Linked DNA regions of Zea mays: region 2 is linked to region 1. Evidence: chromatin contacts called from public Hi-C data. All regions are on one chromosome and are shown on one strand. Each heading gives the region's core, a stretch centred on a gene start, on an enhancer-like site or on the middle of the called end of the contact. The rest is flanking DNA. Distances are from core to core; before and after follow the strand shown.

The links. Hi-C and Micro-C count contacts between places; a contact is called where the count stands out from the background.
Region 2: a contact with region 1 is called in a Hi-C map of leaf, with 5 times the contacts expected there. The contact joins the promoter of LOC100282336 here to the promoter of LOC100217250 in region 1. A contact is called at or near these places in 2 of 25 Hi-C or Micro-C datasets (ear and leaf).

The regions. Positions count from the first base shown.
Region 1 is chr1:71,608,494-71,614,366 of Zm-B73-REFERENCE-NAM-5.0, forward strand. It overlaps LOC100217250 (ATP-dependent protease La (LON) domain protein), which reads right to left and starts at 2,755. Exons shown (of 2, transcript NM_001143605.2): 1 at 2,531-2,755; 2 at 1-1,156. The coding sequence starts at 1,143. The coding sequence ends at 217.
Region 2 is chr1:71,862,533-71,869,264 of Zm-B73-REFERENCE-NAM-5.0, forward strand. LOC100282336 (small nuclear ribonucleoprotein G) reads left to right here and starts at 4,093. Exons shown (of 4, transcript NM_001155248.1): 1 at 4,093-4,263; 2 at 4,364-4,386; 3 at 6,552-6,673. The coding sequence starts at 4,229. LOC103636217 reads right to left here and starts at 3,833. Exons shown (of 9, transcript NM_001347002.1): 1 at 3,564-3,833; 2 at 2,681-2,767; 3 at 2,538-2,596; 4 at 1,723-1,818; 5 at 1,434-1,514; 6 at 714-776; 7 at 472-628; 8 at 77-172. The coding sequence starts at 3,744. The coding sequence ends at 105.

The DNA.
Region 1 (5,873 bases), core at 1,505-4,004:
CAGCAAGCATATAGTCTGGTTGCTTATTGCCCTTCTTATTATTTTTTTAGAGCTTTAGATCATCGTCCCAATCTTTTCCAGGAAACACCAAGGACTAAACCAACATACAAAAACAGACCAACTCACTAATCAAACCCTTAGGTATTAACAGACGGTCAGACCTCACCAGGGAACTTGTACAGTTCTTCTACCCTTGAAAATGTACAGGTCCGCGATCTACTTCTCGTTGCAGGACGAGTGCTGGAACGCGTCCTTGATCGCCGCCAAGGCCGCCAGGTACTTGCTCCTGCGCTCCAGGTACTCCCCCTCCCGCGCCAGCCGCTGCGCGGCGTCGTCCATCCGCAGCAGCGCCTGCTGCTCCCGGCGGTCGTCGACGAACAGGCGCGCGACGAGGAACGAGAGCGAGGCGGCGGTGTGCAGCCGCCGGTCGCCCTGGCGGTACGGCAGCGGCGGCGGCGGCTTCTGGCCCAGCTTGTCCGCGAGCGCGGCCACGTTCCCGAGGTGCCGCTCCACCTGCTGCATCAGGTCGTGGTGGTGGTGGTGGTGGCTGTGGTCACGGTCCCGAAAGACCTGGACCCGTGCGACCGCGTAGGGCTTCGTCCTGACGGTCTCGACGACCCGGAACCGGTCCCTGCCCACGCAGGTGAGGAAGAAGCGGCCGTCGGTGAGCCTCTCGCACTCCACGACGTGCACGACGCACCCCACGTCCGCTACCCCCCCGCGGCAGACGACCCCGAAGCTGAGGCCCTGCTGCAGCAGGGTGTGCGCCATGATGCGGCTCCGGAACTCGAACGCGTGCAGCTGCAGCGTGGCGCCGGGGAAGACGACCGACGGGTGCGTCACGACGGGGAGCTCGGTGGTCTGGTGGTCTTCCGGTTCCGGGGTCTGATGAACAGCCTCGTCGTCCGTGAAGCCGTGTAGGCCTAGGCCGTCCCTGCACCTCATCAACGTCGACGTCGTGCTCCTCTTGCGGACGACATGCGGCGGCGGCGGCGGCTTCGTGGCAATGGCAACTCTTGTCTGCGGGTCGGGCCTTGGAGGAAGCTTTGGGTGGTGCGGAGGCGAGTGCCACTGGCTGAAGCTGTGGTGGCTGCTTGGCCGCCTCGCGAAATTGGATGGGAGGTGCGGGGTCTTGAGGGCCATATCAACTCTGCCTCTGCGCAGAACAAAACAAGAGAGATGCATACGGCGTATAAGAGTTTAGTGAAAGAGTTAGTGACACTGTGACAGAGAGGAAAGATTAAAGGGCGGTTATATTATGGCCTCTAATGAAGCGGCTGCATGATAGGTCATGTTAGTTACTCTCTCCGTCTACATGATTTAGTCGTTTTAGATTTATTCTAAATCAAACTATTTGAACAACAATATATATCTCTCCGTCTACATGATTTAGTCGTTTTAGATTTATTCTAAGTCACACTATTTGAACAACAATATATATATATATATATATATATATATATATATATATAAGATTAAAATATTTTAAACTATAATAATTATGTATTATAATAGTTCGAGTCATGATAAATCTAGTACCTTTACTTTTGTGTTATGTTTGTATTATAAAATCTTATGAAATATTCGGTGTAACTGGTCGAAGTTAATAGTGATTAATTTAGAACAAATCTAAAGGACTAATTCTTGTGGACGGAGAGAGTAACTAGCAAACAAATTATTATTTAGGTTGAACCGGCTAATAAACTAATTGCTAATTATGAGGTGACTAACAATTAGCTAGGTATTAGCTGAGTGTGTTTGGAAGATCTAATTTAAACAGCTATCTAGGTTCCAAAGAGGGCCTAAAAAAATGGGAAAAGGCCATGAAATGTCTATCCACATATGATTGCAGAAGGTTTGTTTGAGATGGAAAGTTTGTAGAGTTGTTGGGAAGCCTGTCTGTACTTAGAGCATCTCCAACAATGCCTTAAACTAGTGCCTCAAATTGAAATATAGGGCTCTACACAGGAAAAATCACTCCAACAGTGCCTCAATTCAACAAATTTTGTCAAAAAACTATAGGGCACCCTCTCAAGTGCCTCAAATATACTACACCGTAGTGAGCTGCCCTATAATGTAGATTTGGGGCTTTACTGTTGGAGCGGGGTGTTTTATTGGTGCCCTAAATTCTATACAATTTACTTATTTTTAAATTATAAGGCATTTTTATAGGTCACGTTGTTGGAGATGCTCTTATGTGTAAGAACCCTTGGTGTTGAGAGAAAAAGAAGGAAGGAAAAAAAAAAAGATAAGTGTCTGGTGTGCTTATCATCCTAAAAAAATAAATAAAAATCGATGGAAACTGCCGCTAGTACTCCTCGTAACTCCGGGTATGCCGGATGTGCGGCGACAGAAAGGACTCTGGAAAACTAGGCGCGCGGATGGCGGGTCTTTGAGACGTGGCTTAGTTACGTTGTCGAACAGAGAGGTTTGCCGGGGACATGGCAGAAGGCCAGAAGCACGCAGGCGACAGGAAAGGACTAACGCGGTGGTGTGGGGAAGATGTGGTAGGGGTTGCTGGTGTTGTTACCTTGGCGGTGGTCGGCGGACGAACGGCGACGATCGAGGTCGGTTGCCGCCGGGTTCGCAGCAGGCAGAAACGGCGGAAGGGATGGGAGAAGGGAGACGGCGAAAGGGGGCAGTAGTGGGAGAGAGCAGGGAAGGGGGTGGAGGTGGGCGGAGAAAGAGGAGGTAGTAGGCGAGTGGATAAGAGCAGAGGAGGATCCGACCCCTATGATAATAATAATAATCTATAGTACTAGTAGATAGATAGAGGCTCGCACTTTTATACATCCCAAATGCTAGTAAATTCTCCAATCGCAAGCAAAGTACGGAGGGGGCAGCAGCTGGCGGTGGTCCCCACCGTAGTAGGATAGGATTGGATGGGTTATCTTATCTCTGCTTGTCGCCTAGCGTAGCGGCAGTGACAAAACGTCGGCGAAAACTAAAACAGGGTGCCACGCCCACCTGGGCCACCTCTCTCTCTCTCTTGGCGCGCCGGCCGGCCGGCCTGGCGTGGTCCGTGGTGGCGTTTGGAACACCTGTCTGTCCGTTCGGTTCAGATAAAAACTGGCAGTTTAAACTGCTATAGTTATAATTTATAGAGATGAACCAATTTGTTCGCCCTAAGATCCTTTGTTCGTTGCTTCAAATGGTCGATCACTTCTTTTATTCGCAGCGGGATTCCGTTTTCCAGACAGCGATCTTCTATCACAGACACGACGACTCCAACTATCTATCGCTCACCGCTTTTTTGCCCCCCACTCCTTCTCACTTATTAAAGCGTCTGCAAAAAACATATATACTTTTTTTATTGTCTCTCACTTACATACAAGTATCTGTTTATGTACAACTATGCACACACTCACATCACAACGCATACCAACCCACCTCTACCGTACACAAGCGGACCTACAAGTAGATGCATGTAGTGGCGAGCTATGACGCTCGCCGCAGCTGAGATCTGGTCGAACCCTCCTTATCTTTTACAATTTGTTAGAAAAAATGTACTTTATAAACATATGCACACAGCTATTTGAGCGGTTGACCTGCTCGTGACGATACATCTCCTCGGACTCCTCTTGTCAATCTATGGTGGCGTGCAGGCCTCGGGCGAGCCGGTGATGTGTCCGCCGTAAAAAGGGGGGCCTCGGGCGAGACGGAAGTCTCTCGAGGTCGGCTGCCCTTGGCCGAGGCTAGGCTCGGGGTGAAGCGTGATCGAGTCACTCGTGTGGACTGATCCCTGACTTAATCGTACCCATCAGGCCTTTGCAGCTTTATGCTGATGGGGGTTACCAGCTGAGAATTAGGCGTCTTGAGGGTACCCCTAATTATGGTCCCCGACAAATGTGCATGAACTCACCAAAGGTGGGAGTTCACGTGAAGTGTAAGGCTTACCAAAGAGGATGGTTAGAGCTGAGCATTGCTTTTAAAGTTGGTCAAAATTTTATTAGCAATTAGTAAGTATAAGTAAATACCAAACCCAATTAAGTAGTAGAACAAAAGTAACAACATCACCTGCGATGCAATGCATATGACAAATTGAATTTAGTTCCATAAATTAATCATCAGAGAGTCCTGAGCTGCTCATGACCGTGAGCTCGGCTAGTATACCAGTTTTACACTCTGCAGAGGTGGTACCCTTTACCCACAAGTCATGTTACCCATCTGCCAAGGGATCGCGACTTCCCATACACCTCTACCGAGGAGGCGAGGCAGGGTAACACTACGAGGCCTTTACAAAGTTCCACTAGCTTCAGAAAACCCGCTACAGTTTATGGGAAGCTCCAATGCAGGGTTCTTGCCTGACCGCCATCGCAGCAAAATCAACCAAGGACCTCCCTACACTGACCACTCCCCTACTGCCCTTGCCCCTTTCGGGTAAGGTAGTCCTCCACTAGCTTTCCTAATTAATCAGCCAAGGGCGTCCATAAACCCTTGTGGTGGCACGTGTTTCTCAAGTTAAGCTCTATGTTCCAATTAACATTAATGATCTTGACATGAACAGTAAATAACAACAGCTAACAAAAGTATAATCATGAATAATGTGTATCTCAATGCCCAAAACCACATATAGCACTAGCAAGTACTACCCAAAAAGTTCAGTGGTAAACAAGGCATAAAGATAGACAAACTAGGGTAACCTATTAGGTCCCATCAAAATTAACCTATGCAGATCATTATGATTAATTAGAACATGAGTGGGTAAAAGAAGTGATCAAGGGCACAACTTGCCTGGGACTTGAGATTCCAGGTACCAGGATGATCTTCAGGTGACACGTGTCCTCACTGCTAAACGTAGCAATACAGACAAACAGTGTATAGGCAAAATTAACATCACATCAAACAATAGAATTAACTACGTAATAATATTCTACGCGGCGCTACGAGATCGTGGAAACAAGAATCACTAAATTCGGAGTTACGGTTATCAAGTTATGATTTTATAAAGATTTAAATGTTGGACACAAAATAAATTGAGTGCATAAATTATACCTTTGTTTCATAATAAAATAAGGTTACCAGATGATAAACAATACTATTATGAATTTATAGCAACTGGAATAAATTAATTCGGAGCTAAGATGAATTAAATATGAATTAAACAAGTTTGAGTTGCATTTATTATTAATTTTAATGCCAAAATAGATGCCAGGGATTTTTCTGAAAATTTGGAGGACCGATCTGCAATTCCAGAATTTATTTCCGAGGTCACCGCTGTGAAAGGTAGGACGGCGGGTTTATTCCCTAATACTCCAGGGGCTCTTTTGCACTTTTGCTCGGCGAAGGGGTATCCTGAAACCTGAGCCACTCGGATTAGATCCAACGGCTCGGATCAGACCCCGAATCGGTACGGGATTGTGGTCCACAGGATCGAGATCTGATGGCTATAATTTAATAAAACGCGATCTGCTTCGAGCCGTAGGATATCAGATCTACGGTCACAGGTTCAACGCCCTAGACGGTATGCTAGAACTAATCTGGACCGCCCAACCGTGGATCCACGGTTCCACGTCTATTCTTCATCCATCAGCCTGAACACGGCGGCGCACCAGTGAACGACGGCGGAGCTATCGCCGGAGTGCGGCGATCCATGGCTCTGGTGCACTACTCCCCGATTCACAACACTCTACACAAATATCAAGCCAAAGCTAACCGCAGGGAAGAGGTCTTACAAGAAGCGAAGATGGGGACGAGGTCGGACACGGTGTGGTGCGGAACGCTGGCATCGAAGTCCCACGGCGGCGGCGGGCCTCACAAATTCCCTCTCTGCACGCGGTGGTGTTGATGGCTTTGCAAAGGGTAGGCAGGAGGGGGAAAAAGCAAGCCCAACCAGCGCTTAAATCCCCGGCGGAGCTCGGTTCCGAAACTAC
Region 2 (6,732 bases), core at 2,843-5,342, 260 kb after region 1:
TGAAAAGGATTGGCAGAAAACTCAGAAAGATCAGGATCACATGACATGATGCCTCATTGAGCTAGCTAGTGCATACCTCAAAAATGTGTGTCTTTAGGGGAATGCTATTCAGAGCTTCCACACATATGGTAGCAGCATCCTCTTTGCTTATTCTTCCCTTGCTTGCTATGCCCTACACATTTCGTGGACAATACCATAGGGCGATACATCACAACAATGAATAGTATAGGTACTCCAAGATGATAATATTCCATTCAGTTTCCTAAGTCTAGAAATGCAGGTATAATATTCAGTTTGTGGACTGCAAATTATATCAGACATCTATGAATACAATAGTGTCTAAATGTGTGTCCTAATTGCATGATATTCATTAGTTCAATTACTGAATGCTGGGAAGAGAAACTGCACAATAATTAATATGCACTGGGGGTAAGCTGGGTTTCATCGCTGAGACCTCAGTAAAATCAAAACCTCTCTCGCGACCAGGAGTGCTTTGCAGAGAACCTGTTCTGATTATTGTACATGGGATGCCAGATGCAAGAACCACTTCTTCATCCTTCTCTGCTAGCGTCTTCAGCTTGCTGTTCATAATAGCTTGCAAACCACCACTATTTCTGTAGACAGCCAGCTGCAACCTCATCAAGATCTCATAGGGGTAAATGACTGATGCTAGAGCTAGCTGGATAATAAGGAATTACAAGAGCATTGCAAACCTGTGATAGCAGAACAATGTGTTGAACACCCTTGAGGTCGATCGGTTCAGAGAAAAAACCATCCTGTAAACATATCAAGTTCAAAGGTAAATCATGCAATTAAAGAGGAATGGCATTTACGTTCTCATATAAGTACATAACTAACTAACACATCACATATCTTTCTCAAGATTAAGATGAACATAATGTACCCATAAGTAGTTCCAAATATGTGGCACATATGGATAATACTAAATTAATACTCTCTTCATTTCAAATTACAAGGCTATTTGACTTTTCTAGAATCATAGCTTTTGCTATGCACTTACATATACATTATGTCTATATGCATATAAATCAATATATCTAGAAAAGACAAAATGTCCTACTGTCCTACATTTGGAATGGAGGCAGTAATATCTAGTTGATTCATACCATGAAATTCTAAAGTTTCCTAATAGAAAGAGCTCTTTACATGAAAGTCAAAAGGAGGGACTCAACTAAATCTGTTAGTTATTGTTTTATACATAAAAATTAAGTAATGCCCTAAACATCAGGCCATCAGCTAGAGGGCCTCCAAAAAGTGTCAAACAATCAACAATTGTACAGATAATAAAACAGTACACCTAATGATTATTTTTTGGGCAAATAGTACGCCCCATGCTTTATGTTGAACACAAGTACACCTCATGCTTTGGGAGTAGCTAATATATGAATAGAAACCTCAAAGTTTTAACATACATCAGCTGGACAAATTATAGCACGAACGCCCCTTAGTGCTCTCTTTGTGAAGGACTTATCTCCGATATCACCAACCATGCACTATAATAAACCAAAATGAGATTATTTGAGTGATACTCGCTGTACTTATCAACAAAATATTACTGTACAAGATGGAACCGTAAAAAAAATACATGCATTGTTTCTTTTATTGGTAATTTCAGATCTAAAAGATAGCAGTAACGCAGAATGTTGCAACATCTGAGAAACATATAGAATAGTGGAATACAGTAAAAAATTGAAGTGTCACCTCCACATAAGTTCCAAAAGCTTCTTCAGTGGTTCGTTTATCCTTAACAAGTGCTTTTGTTCTAGCCCTTTTCAGAATTAGTGCTAATATCACCATCTGAAAATACAAGGAAACCAACTTGAATCGTTTGCCCTTACAAGTGTTTGTAGCTAAGGTATACTAATAAAAGTTCATTCTTTTTTGTTGTTGGGTGAACTGAACCTTTAGTTGTTTCCTTAGCGAGGACTTTATGCTCAAACAACTGGTTGTGTTAGACTGGATTATTCTTTTCTAGAATATAGTGTGCAGTTCAGATTACGGGGAGAAACAAAATGAAGACACACAAATTACCACATTGAGTAAAGTACGTTACCGGTCCCTAAACTTGTAGCATTGTATCATCATGGTCACTAAACTCCCAAAGTGTACATTCAGATCCCTAAACTTGTGAAATTGTATCATACCGGTCCTTCAATTCTTAACATGCATATTTCAGTTTTTATACTTGTATGATTGTGGTATCTGTTTCTCTAAAATTATTTTTAATGTGATTAAAAACAAGTTAAGAGTTTATGAACATGTGATGACACAAAAAATAAGTTTATATACCCAGATGGCACAACATATAATTATAGAGACCATAATGTGCATATTAAGAGTTTAGAGACTGGGATGATACAACTTAACAAGTTTAGAGACCTCAACGTGCACTTTATGAGTTTAGATACCGGGATAATACAACGTTATAAGTTTAGGGACTACTCTATTCTAATAAAGTCTGTACAATGGCACTTCCACGGCAGAAGGAATAAGGAAACATGGAGATGAAAGGACACCTGTCCAATCTCACTGTCGCCATTGGTGACTAGCACAGCGTCCCGAGACTCCTCAATATCTATTTGTCACCCCAGATCTGCCAACAAATAAGAAGACACAGCCGCCAAGGAGTTCAAATTTACAGAGTGCTTTCTCTATGTACCTTGAGACTCGTCCTCCTCATCCTCCGCAGCCCCATCCTTGGGAAGCAAATCGGGTGCTCCATACCATCTCCTTAACTTTGGCCCTCCTAGCAAGATTTGAAACGAACAACTCAGGGTCAGGGCCTGCTAGGTTAGCTAGTAGTCCTGGCTCACTCTGCCACATTGACAAATGACAAGGGTAGCCAGTATCCAATTAGATAATGGGAACATATCATATGCTCATGGAGCTCTTGTGCTTATATGAGCACTTTAAATCTGGTGCATTCATTTCTCATCCAGGGGTAAGGGCAGCAGTGGCACACAGAAGAAACTAGGAAATATCTATTCACACTTTGATGAGAAATGAAGGTACCAGATTTAAAGTGCTCATACGAGCACAAGAGCTCCATGAGCACAGAAAATGCTTAGATAATAGGAACAATTGGATCTATACCATTAAAAGATCCAAACTTTAGATATATACCATGGACCCCACATGTCATTGACTCATGTGGACCCACATGTAAGTGAGATAGTAATAGTATGGATCCAAAGTGGTGATCTTTTAATGGTATGGATCCAAATTTCCCTAGATAATAAGATAAACAACCACATTCACACTTAGACGAAAAATGAAGGCACCAGATTTAAAGTGCTCATACGAGCACAAGAGCTCTAAGTTCGCTTAGATAATAAGATAAACAACCACAGAAAAGATGTTTTTTTTTTCTTTAGTTGTTGCTACTGCCTACTGACATAGGGATGCACTGATCCGAGTACCTAAGAGGGCTAAGACCCGAAACTCATTTCCCTCTTCAGGGACATGTTCAGGTACCACGAAACGGACATCGGCTCTACCGCAGCGAGTCAGCTTCTAACCCTGTTGAGACTCGAGACACATACCCTCGATGTAGTCAAGGATGCGGTCGGTGAAGCTTGCCTCGTCCTTTCTCTTTGCGCGGACGACAGCGAGAAGCGCCGGCCTTCTTCTTCCAGGAGAGAGAGGGACGGCGTTACCCCTGTCCCCGGCGCGAAGTGGAGGCGGCGTGGGGTAAAGGCGCGGGAGCAGGGGAGGCAGGGGCATTGGAGTCTCGGGAAGGAAGCGCACGACCACGAGAGAGAGAGATTTCGCGTACGTGACCGTGGTTGCCCGCTGCGGGATAACGCTTCAACGGATGGCCTAGTGCCGCTGCGCCACTTCTTTGTCTAACCGTCATTATAGATGGGCCTCGTTCCTTGTTGGAGCCCAGGGAGCCCAGCTACCCTGCACCATGCCCACTTGGAGAGCCCGATCGTCTCTCATGGGCTGCAAATTGCAGTAGATGGTTCGCGGCCCATGACTAGTCGAACGAACCTACCTGCAGGCTGTGGCCTCCCTCAATGTCTCCATCGAGCTAGGGTTTTGAGGCGGCGGCGGCGGCTTGTCCCATTTAAAGCTGGACTGCTCCATCAGACTCGCCTCCTCGGCCGCTATCTGTTTGTTGTGTTAGGGTTTCGTCTCGTGTATAAGGCGTTCGGAGCTCGCAAATCCTTTCCTCTCTCGCGTTCGAGGCTAGGTAGCCGTCACCATGAGCCGCTCGGGGCAGCCTCCGGATCTCAAGAAGTAAAGCGCCCGCATCTCTATCTGTCTCCCCCTTCATATTAGAATCCGGTTTGATTGGTTCCGTTGAGCTGATTTGGGTTTGTTTCCTTTGGCGTCGCAGGTACATGGACAAGAAGCTTCAGAGTAAGTGATATTCTCTCGATTCTACAATCCAAGCCCCAATAGTTCATTTGCAGTTCAGAAAATTTTTCTTTAGTTTTAAAGGGTGAAACATGCATGTGTGTCACCAGTATGTTTAGTCTTAGGGATATGATCCCAGTGCTGACTAGGGCGGGCAGTGATGATTAGGGCATCACCCAGCTTTCAGTCCATGGACGAACCATATTTCTCACTAGCTGCGCTTTTGCTTGTTAGCTCTTTCTCCTGTTGTCAACTTGCATCGATTGCTTTTGCGCCAAAATAAATGTTTCCATTTTTTTCGGCAATTTGAACATCCTTTTTGGTTCCAGTTTCTTCTTCAGCCTGACCATGCGCGAACATTGTATCTCTGTTTGTGATCTTGGTATTTGAAATCCTCTAAATGATGAACATAATTTGAAGTCTATGGATTTATCTCCAGATGAGGCTTCATGTCATAGTTACTCTGATAGTGCATTCATCTACATTTTTGCTTCCTGATAATAGTCACAGCGACACCCCATCTATCGATGGTTCATTTGGTGTTGTAGCCTTCCCTATGATAGTGTGGTGACTACTCTATCTGATCTTCTGTCATCGTTTCTCATTTTTGTAGTTGCTCTGATAATCCAAAATGGCAAAATCTATTCTGTCCATAACCTGTTTGGCTATGGCTGCCCTACATGATGATAATTTTCGAAAAGCTATGGATTAATTTCCAAATGAGGCTTTTTTTGTCATAGTTACTCTGATAGGGTGCCATATCAATCTTTTCGAATTCACTTGTGTAAATCAGTCTGATTTTTGAGGGGCCAGATTGTTGTCATTTGTAAATGCTGGGGAATTTGACACACAAGAAATGCTATTGACCCAAAAAAAAGCTGGCATCAAATTACATCTATTGGGAAGTCGTCCCTAGTATTAAATGTGATAATTACTTGTTACATAAATTATGCCCTCAACACATTTTAAGTCTAGTACAAGTCGTCATTCCCTTAATAAGTCAACTTCTAGAAAAGTCCCAAGTCATTATTTATTAAGCTTGGGCAATCTTATATAAAGTAATACCATATGTCATGTTGGGGACTTGTTCTCAGATGCTATGAGTTAAGAAAAAGGCAACACAGAAAATGTTAAACGGTAGAGTACTTCGTCCTTCGAAGCATTATTTCCCTTAGGATACAATGATTTTCGGACGAAGGTTATGTAGGGCGCACCTTCATAAACACAACATACGATGATGAAGAATGAACCATATGAAATATGAAGGACAACATAGACAATTATATATTATTATCAACTTATTTTTGCATTATTATTATGAAGAAATAAAAATGATATCAAGTTACAAATGTAATTTCGACTTGAAAGGAGACGTAAGTACCAGTGCAACGCAAAAGCAAATGCCAAGTCAGCGTGAACAGTACGGGGGTACTGTTCACCTATTTATAGGCATGGGACACAGCACATATAAAATTACATTAATGCCCTTTACATTTGGTAGTAATTCTATAGTAATCCACCGAGGTCTGAATAGTCTTTTCATCTAAGTCGGTTTCCTTTTCTGCTACCACGTCGAAGCTTTACTGCTCACATCTTCGGCGTTGTATCAACCTTCGTATTATTTTGGGCTTCTCCTACTGTGATATCGACTCGAGTCCGAAGATACCTGTTCACACATTATACTCCAGAAACACTGTTAAATCCTGTTTTTGAGGACCTTCGGAAGCCGAAAGCCCCCAACATGTCACAACAAAAAAATATGAAAATATGTTTTATGTTGTATCTATTTGATTATGTGTCATAATTAGTAATATTTTTGCTATAAAATTTGTTGGAACTCCTAAAAAAAGCTGTTACCCACTAGAGGCTTGGTCTATATTTATAATGGCATCTCTGAGGTCTCACTGTATATACAGCCACAAAGGCTTCCTTGTTTTTCTCTACATGATTTTTTTTGAAAGTTTTTAAAGTCCAAAGTGTATTACTTGAGTCAAGCAGTGAGGCTCATGCTTTCATTGTTTTCTGTATTTTTCTATGTGTATTGATGCAATAATGTCCTGTTTTGACATTTTATTTATTTTTTTATCTTGGAGATGCTACATTAGATTAATATTTTGCCATTGAAATTATAAGTGGCTTATGTGTGCGTTGTTTGTCCATTTCTTCAGTTAAGATGAATGCAAACCGTGTTGTTATCGGCACACTTCGTGGGTTCGACCAGTTCATGAATCTGGTGGTGGACAACACTGTGGAGGTCAATGGAAATGACAAAACAGATATTGGAATGGTGGTAAGTTTTCTTCTACTGAAAGGTTATTTGGTACTTGCTTAGTAACATGCTGACAGCCT